Regions from separate parts of the Danio rerio genome. Here region 2 is linked to region 1. Evidence: chromatin contacts called from public Hi-C data. All regions are on one chromosome and are shown on one strand. Each heading gives the region's core, a stretch centred on a gene start, on an enhancer-like site or on the middle of the called end of the contact. The rest is flanking DNA. Distances are from core to core; before and after follow the strand shown.

Evidence for each region. A called contact is a pair of places that touch in the nucleus more often than the background predicts.
Region 2: a Hi-C map of embryo shows a contact between it and region 1, with 2.1 times the contacts expected there. The contact joins two enhancer-like sites. A contact is called at or near these places in 3 of 18 Hi-C or Micro-C datasets (embryo and gastrula embryo).

The regions. Positions count from the first base shown.
Region 1 is chr14:37,181,701-37,185,470 of GRCz12tu, reverse strand. No RefSeq gene overlaps it. Among named protein-coding and RNA genes, the nearest start is that of atp11c, 8.1 kb to the right of the region's middle. Within about 2 kb of position 1,995, at least 14 of the 62 cell types and tissues checked have an H3K27ac peak or open chromatin away from gene starts, as enhancers often do.
Region 2 is chr14:37,301,870-37,305,639 of GRCz12tu, reverse strand. The region is part of intron 3 of si:ch211-143l19.3 (a long non-coding RNA gene); the gene reads left to right. Among named protein-coding and RNA genes, the nearest start is that of sox3, 16 kb to the right of the region's middle. Within about 2 kb of position 2,134, at least 8 of the 62 cell types and tissues checked have an H3K27ac peak or open chromatin away from gene starts, as enhancers often do.

The DNA of each region.
Region 1 (3,770 bases), core at 746-3,245:
TCAGCATTCATGAACCGTTTACTTGAGCCCCCCTTTGTCTGAAGCAGGGTTTAATCCAGACAGAGGCCTGGCTGTTTGGATCCCTGCAGACAGCAGCAGTCGGACCATTGTAAACTCCTATCCACTGGCACTGCACAAATTCCCATTCCCTCACACTCTCATTTGCTCATTTGTCATCGGCGACAGCGCTTTCAGCTTTCCAGCAATGACAGCTATATTCCGTAAAGGTGAACTTTCGAATCGAGCAATGTAGTCAGATTACATTTACAGTATCCCGCTCGTTTTCCGGTCGGAAGTGGTGTGTTTTTTTTATATGCGAGGCCAGAAAAGGCAGGAAGTTCTCTCTCAACGTATTTCTCTCCCTCCCTCTTAGCGAATGCCAGCTTCACCAATTCACTCCGCCGCATGTGTGAAGACATCTGTCCATATTGCAAAATCTCCCATTTTGGTGCAAATGATCCTCCTTGAAGGAAGCAATTTTTACAATGTGGCAATTCTCAGATTTCCATCAAGACTCAGTGCCTTTGCCTTTCGCCTCACCGAAGAAGCAAGTTTAATTGGAAGGCTGCATTTAAAGTCATTCCACAATTATACAATTATACTGAAGATGCATGTCTGCATGTTGCTCAGTTTGCACCAATTTACTGCACTTTCTGCACAGTTAAGACTAGCGCTCCTTTCAGTGGATGCAAATTCCCCTCATTTGGCTCCAAATGAAGCATAATTGCTCATATTCAAGCAAACACCTTGCTATGAGAGGTTCTTCCTAGTTAGTTCATATTAAATCTGAGGAGAATGAGGGAAAAAAAAAGGATCCCAAAATCCATTTGCGCACACGTGCCAGCTGGATCTTTCTGTTTGGGGGAATGATGAGGAAATGGATGATGCAATTGAGCACATTGAACATTAAAACATCCTGCTAGCACTTTTAATTCAGCAGCCGCCGTCTCCAAACTTGCCTGTATGTTTCTGAATGCTAATTATAGAAATAAAAAAAACAGATTTAGTTAAAAAGTGAATCAAAAGGGATTGTATTTTGCCATCACTGATGACGCTGCATTCCAACACGCTCTGCTTCCCCTTTATTCAGAAAAAAGAAATAATATCACTCAGACAGACGTCCCATCATCAAAGTATTCGCTAGCCTTTCCGCTCTTTTGTTTTGAAGTTAGAGAGGGTCTCGTTATTCAAAAGAGCCAAAGTATCTGAAGTGGCAGTGCAAGCACACCGCCGACAATGGCTTACAAGAGTCTGTTTTAATTCATACCCTCGTTTTAAAAAAAGGGGGACAGCACAACAAACCGTTGACCCACTGATATACAATTAAGAGTGATGCGGCAGTTAATGCTACAAGCAGCTCTGTTTAACAGTCTGTCTTTGACCCACTGCCACTGAATAAATATAATGCAGAGAGCGAGAGAGCGAACGGGAGCCGGGGAGATTTTAAGCCACAGATAAGTAGTTAAAGACCTTTATAGAGTATAACACCATTATCCTTGCTGAATAAAAATAGGATTTAGTGTTTTTTCCACTTAATTTGAATCAAAAGAATCCCCACCTTACATATTGCACTGGTAATGTAATGGAGAGAGAATCACAAAAAGGCTTTGTGGTTCTGACACCTCCTATAGTGGGCCTGTGTTGTGCCGCGAGCAAAAGGGAGAGCAGGCTTTTTCTTCTTGGCCTTGCTATCTGCTAACACATTCTAATTGATGCCGCTGCATTCCTGCACTGGGCGCATTCAATGAATAATGAGTGACGGACTCAATGCCCATGAATTAGTCCCTTCTAAGAGAAGCAGTAAAACAGCCCCCTGCCCCCCGGCCCTGTAGCCAGCGAGCTCCCCTCAATCCCGGGCCAAAGCCTGCTCCGGCTTCACCGCCCATTAAAGTGCCACTATTGTGCAGCGATGCAACCCACAAAAGCTGTCCATCTCTCCGAGGCCTCTAAAGCCTGGACTCACACAGACAGGAGTGACAACCTCTGTAACTCCCCCCCCCGACCCCTTCCCACCCAATAAACCCCCTAATCCCACCCCTTCCACCAACGTGCACGCACACACACACTCATGCAAGCAAGTTGTGCTCTCTCCCTCTCTCTCTCTCTCCTTCGACTGCCTCTGCTGTGCACAAAGCATCAATCTGTCTTCAGTGTTGGCACCCTCTGCCCTTTGTCCCATCTGCAGGTGTCAATGAAAGCAGCTATGGTTGCCCCAGACCCAAAACTCACCAGGCCTCATCTAGAGACAGGAACTGCTGACAAAGACCCAGTGTACAGCGAGAGAAAGTAAAGGAGCTCTCTTAAAAATTGATGCCCAAGGAAGTGTCACAACTTTTAAGAAGTACTGTCCACAGAGAGTAACTTGTCACTAATAAATTTGCAAGGAAGAACCAAAAAGAGGGTCTTCACAGTGATGAAAATTTGTGGTTTCCTCAAGAACTGTTTGGTGAAAAGTTCTTTAAAGAACCGTTTTGTCATAATTTAAAGAACATCAATAATCTTTTTCCTCTGTAAAAAAAAAACCTCTCCACTGATAAATAGTCTTCATGGAACCATCGATGCTTATCAAGAACCTTTAATATTAACAGTGTGTGATATTGAGATTGTGATGGAATGGCAGGTGTAAATGTAAAATCATAATATTACTAATGAACTTTTAAAACAAAACCGAAATGGAGTCTTTATAGTAATAAAATGCGACAAGCAATTAAAAACAATTAAACTGAATTAGCTAGTTAGGCTACTTATCATTAGAGGATATCAGGTGTCATTACCGGATGAATAAAGCCTGCATATTTTTGGACAATTACCAAAAACGGGTTTTATAACCTACAAAAACAGACTAAATATCTATACAACGCTTAAATTATATTATCTAAATGTTTATCTTTCTGTTTTAGTCAACTAGTGTTGGATGTAGGCTAGTGTTTGCTAATCAGAGAGTAACTAAAGGTTTACTATGAGCTGAGCTACCACTTTCTGCATTAGAGCGCCATCGTGTGTTATTATGACATATTGCAGGGGTTTTATAGCAAGGGGACTTCAAGATGGACATTTTATTTACACTGAAACATTTAGCAGACGCTTTTATCCAAAGCGATCTACAAATGAGGAAAATAGAAGGAATCAAACCAACAAATAGCAACAATATGTCAGTCCTCCGACAAGTTCTGTCTTATTTCTAATGCAATACACTTACAAAATTCGTTTAATTAGGACATAACCATAACAAGCATTAAACATATACATTTTCAATTACCATTATAAACATTAAAACCATTATGCATTCCATGAGATTTCGATTGTTTTCTTTTCAGCAGGGGGATTCTGTAGAAATGTGGGTTTGGCCATGTTAAAAGGTCTGTTGATGTAGAGAAATATAAGTAATTATAAATAAATCATAATAAACTTTATTTTATTTACTCACTTAAATATGTGTATTTGTTTATTTATCTTCTTTTTCTTTGAAATAAATTAAAATGTGAGGGAACTACTCAGGTTGTTCGTTCTACAAAAAAGTGAACTCTATTTTTTTTTCTGATTGTTCGCAGTATTATCTGAATTTTTGAGATTAAATGTATTCTTTAAAATTATTTGACTGATGCAAAAAAAAAAAAAAAAAAACTTGTGCTACACTGTAAAAAAATCGTAGTTGTCTTAAATTTTTAAGCTGAATCAAATTAACCGTATGGATCCATTGAATTATGTTTATGTTAAACTGACTTAAAACAGCTTGTCTAACCTACAAAATTAAGTTAGAACTTAGTTTA
Region 2 (3,770 bases), core at 885-3,384, 120 kb before region 1:
TGATTTTGTTTTTACATTCAACTTAGAGACAGATGTGAACAGTTTAGTTTCATTGAGCAGCTGTATTTTTAAAGGTGTTGTATAATGATAATCTGCAAATACCTATGCTTTCCGTGAGCCTCAAACACCATTGCTACCTTGTTCGCATGTAATTCTTTTAGTGTAAAATGAAAGCATTGACATTTTTTCCCTTATAATTTTAATTTATTTAAGCTTATATCAAGTTATCTGGGACTCTTATTTTGAAAACAGGAGAGGCAGAGCAAAGTCTTTACATTATTGTTTGATTTATGTTGCCAATACGGAAGTAACTGAAACTGCAGTTCATCGACTTGCCTTTGGGGGCTAGCTCCAGGAAGTCCGAATGTTCACTGACAGCAATACTAAATTAGCCAGTTTTACAGCTGATAAAAACATGTTTACAGCCTGGTACAAAAGATGGTTTTGGTGCATATAGCTAATACCCTTAATGACAACTGTGAGGGGGGGGTTTAATAACTTTTCCGTTTTGTTTATAGTAAGTTATTCTAAGTCTGCATAATTAAGGATGTGGCCACTGGACTGACAGCTAGATCTCGCTGGTTTGGTATTTGAAGTATTTGGAAATAATACACGCTTTCCTCTTGTAGAAAAATGTCATAAAAACAATGTTTATTAACTCAGTGTATTACAACAGTGTTTTTAAAAGACTAAACACTTTATTGTTATTCAACCAAGCACATGTGGTCAGAACACAAATGAGTCGCAGGTAATGAAGTATAAAGCATTTTTCCTAAAGAAAATCCTGCTAGCACGCGTCTGTGGCTCCGCTCATGCTCCATCTCTTTGCCCTTGTTTGGTATCTCTTAGTCGGTGCGATGACGCGCGAACAAAATTGCGACGGTTGGCTGCGCCTATTTGTAGTTTCATTTGCGTACTTTAAGAGCATATGGGTGACTTCACAGATACTATGTCCATATCTTTACCAGTCTATGCATGGTACACAAAATGTGGGATATATAAATTATACATTTATTTAATGATTTTATATGTGTTTAAATGTGTCTTTTGTTAGCTGAATGTTTATATTGTAAAATTTGTCTCATATATTTAATATAATGAGGCACCAAAAACACACAGACTGCTGAGTAAGTGTTCAGTGCACATTTATGCATTGTGTCATTTCACTCAGCTCTAAATGAGTGAAAAGAAGCCAATAAACACCATCTCTAATGCACAGGTTGATATTATTCCTGCCTGAGTTTTCATATATAGCAAAGCTTCAAAATATTACTCTAAAAAACATCTCTATCAGTCCATTTTGTTGACTATAACTATAATTTTGCATATTTTATCCATGACACAAGTCAGGAGCAAAAATTATGTATCCCACTCATTCCTTTCGGATTATAAATAACCCTCTCCAGCACTTCAGTTGAAAAGATTTAACAAGGCAACTTCTTAATTTTTAAAAATCTTTTGACAAAAGAAGTGTGATTATTTTACACATTTATTTCAGAGTACATCACCCTGTATGTGTGTGTGTGAGCAGATAAAGACAAGCTGCAGAGCTCATTAATACTCACAATCATTCCAAATAAGGTCAAAATGGAGCTTGTCATTCCAGGGGTGTATTCTGCAGTAATAAATGAGAATTGTTTTTTAACTTACCTAAGCCAAAAACTTATTATGCAGGCTTTACAGACAATTAACTATGAATCAATGCATTATATGGCACCTTTAAGGAAATTTTGGTTCATTTTAATGCCATTTTTGCCATAAGTCCTGATTAATTTTCTGTATTGGTCCAATATAATTTCAGCCACCACAGACTTAAATAAGTAGACATAAAACACTCAATACATTATGATGTCCTCTTTTATGTTCCACTGAATACAGAAGGTCATTCAAATTTAGAAAATCTGAGGGTGTGTTGGCATTGGAAGTTACAGATTTTAAAGAAATGAGGAACGTAGCACAAAGTAAATTGGAGAATATTTTGAAATACCAGGTATCTTGGAGTTTCTTCCTTTCACTTCCCATTGTGTGTGTGTGTGTGTGTGTGTGTGTGTGTGTGTGTGTGGTTCTAAGTGAAAGAGGCCAAGGCACAGGAAACGCCTCCCTCTTCAACCCACAGCCCTGAGACCTGAGAGTGGACCCCCCATTAACCCAGCACACAGCGCACACATACCTGCCTCCCCTCATTAGGCTGTGTTGAAGTACATGCTCACCCAAAAGGAGAATAGAAATCCTAATTAGTATTCTCTGCAGGGCCACAACCATTAGCACTTAATTAGCAGAGAGAGCACCCCTCTTTCCGGGTGTGCGGTGGGAAGGGGGGGTTATGTTGAGTTCAATATTTCTGCATATTCGCTGTATGCCTTGGCCCTGAAGAGTTCGCTTTTGTTTTGCACGTGTGCTTGTGTTTATATGCACATTTCTGAGCTGTGCTGTGTTCCAGCCTTTTATATTCTTGCATCTGGACTGCTGAGTGAAACTATTATTGAGCATATGATACTTTTTTATTTAAAAAGACATCCACTAAAATGTAATGCATGGTAATAGTTTATATACTAAAAATCTTGTTGGATGACAAGATGTGAAAGATCGAAGTGCAGGCCTTAAATACTGATTAGTTGTAGTTTTAAGACTAGGTTTTACTCATTTATCACTAGGTTTTACCCATGTTGTTAATCTTATAAAATACAAGTTACATATGATCACTTTTATATATTTTATCATTCATTCATTTTCTTTTTGGCTTAGTCCCTTTATTAATCAGGGGTCGCCACAGTGGAATGAACCGCCAACTTATCCAGCACGTTTTTTGCAGCGGATGCCCTTCCAGCTGCAACCCAACACCAGAAAACACCCGTAAACTTTTACATTCACTATACGGCCAATTTAGCTAATTCAATTCACCTATAGCGCATGTCTTTGGACTGTGGGGTAAACCAGAGCACCCGGAGGAAACATAAGCAAACACGGGGAGAACATGCACAGAAACTTCGGAGAACATGCACAGAAACTTCACACAGAAATGCCAACTGACACAGTCGAGGCTTAAACCAGCGACCTTCTTGCTACCCACTGCGCTTTATATATATATATATATATATATATATATATATATATATATATATATATATATATATATATATATATATATATATATATATATTAATACACATATTAAGTACATGACAGTATAAGTATGTTATTGCACTTCTGCAAAACATATTTATTATACTAAATTATGATGTATAATCTGCCAACAAAAAATATTTTAGCTTTAATATTTTATTGTTTGTAAGCTATAACCATGCTACACTGAAAAAAAGTTTAAAAAAAAATCCTGAACTACTCTGTAACAAAACTTTTTAAGTTGAGCCAACTGAACATTTTTTTGTCTGCTGAACTATAATGCCTTAAGTTGAAGGAACAAAAAAAACATAATCCTTATTTCCTTTCGTTGAACAACAACAACAACAACAACAACAACAACAACAACAACAACAAAAACTCCCATGGAAATTGGTGCTAAGAAATAATATATTATCAGAACAAACAAACATAGTTCAATTGAAAAAACAGAAAAGCATACTTAACATGTGAAGCATTACAAAGCATTTCCCCCCGTTTGTCCTGCCCGTTTTGATTCTTGTCTTGTTTACCATTATTGTTGTTTTGCCTCCTGTCCTGTTTTTATGTCTCTGTTTTAGTTTTGTTTCCAATTAAATTGTTTGTTCATCTGATAATGTAATGTTTCTAAGTACCGATTGTTCACTCAA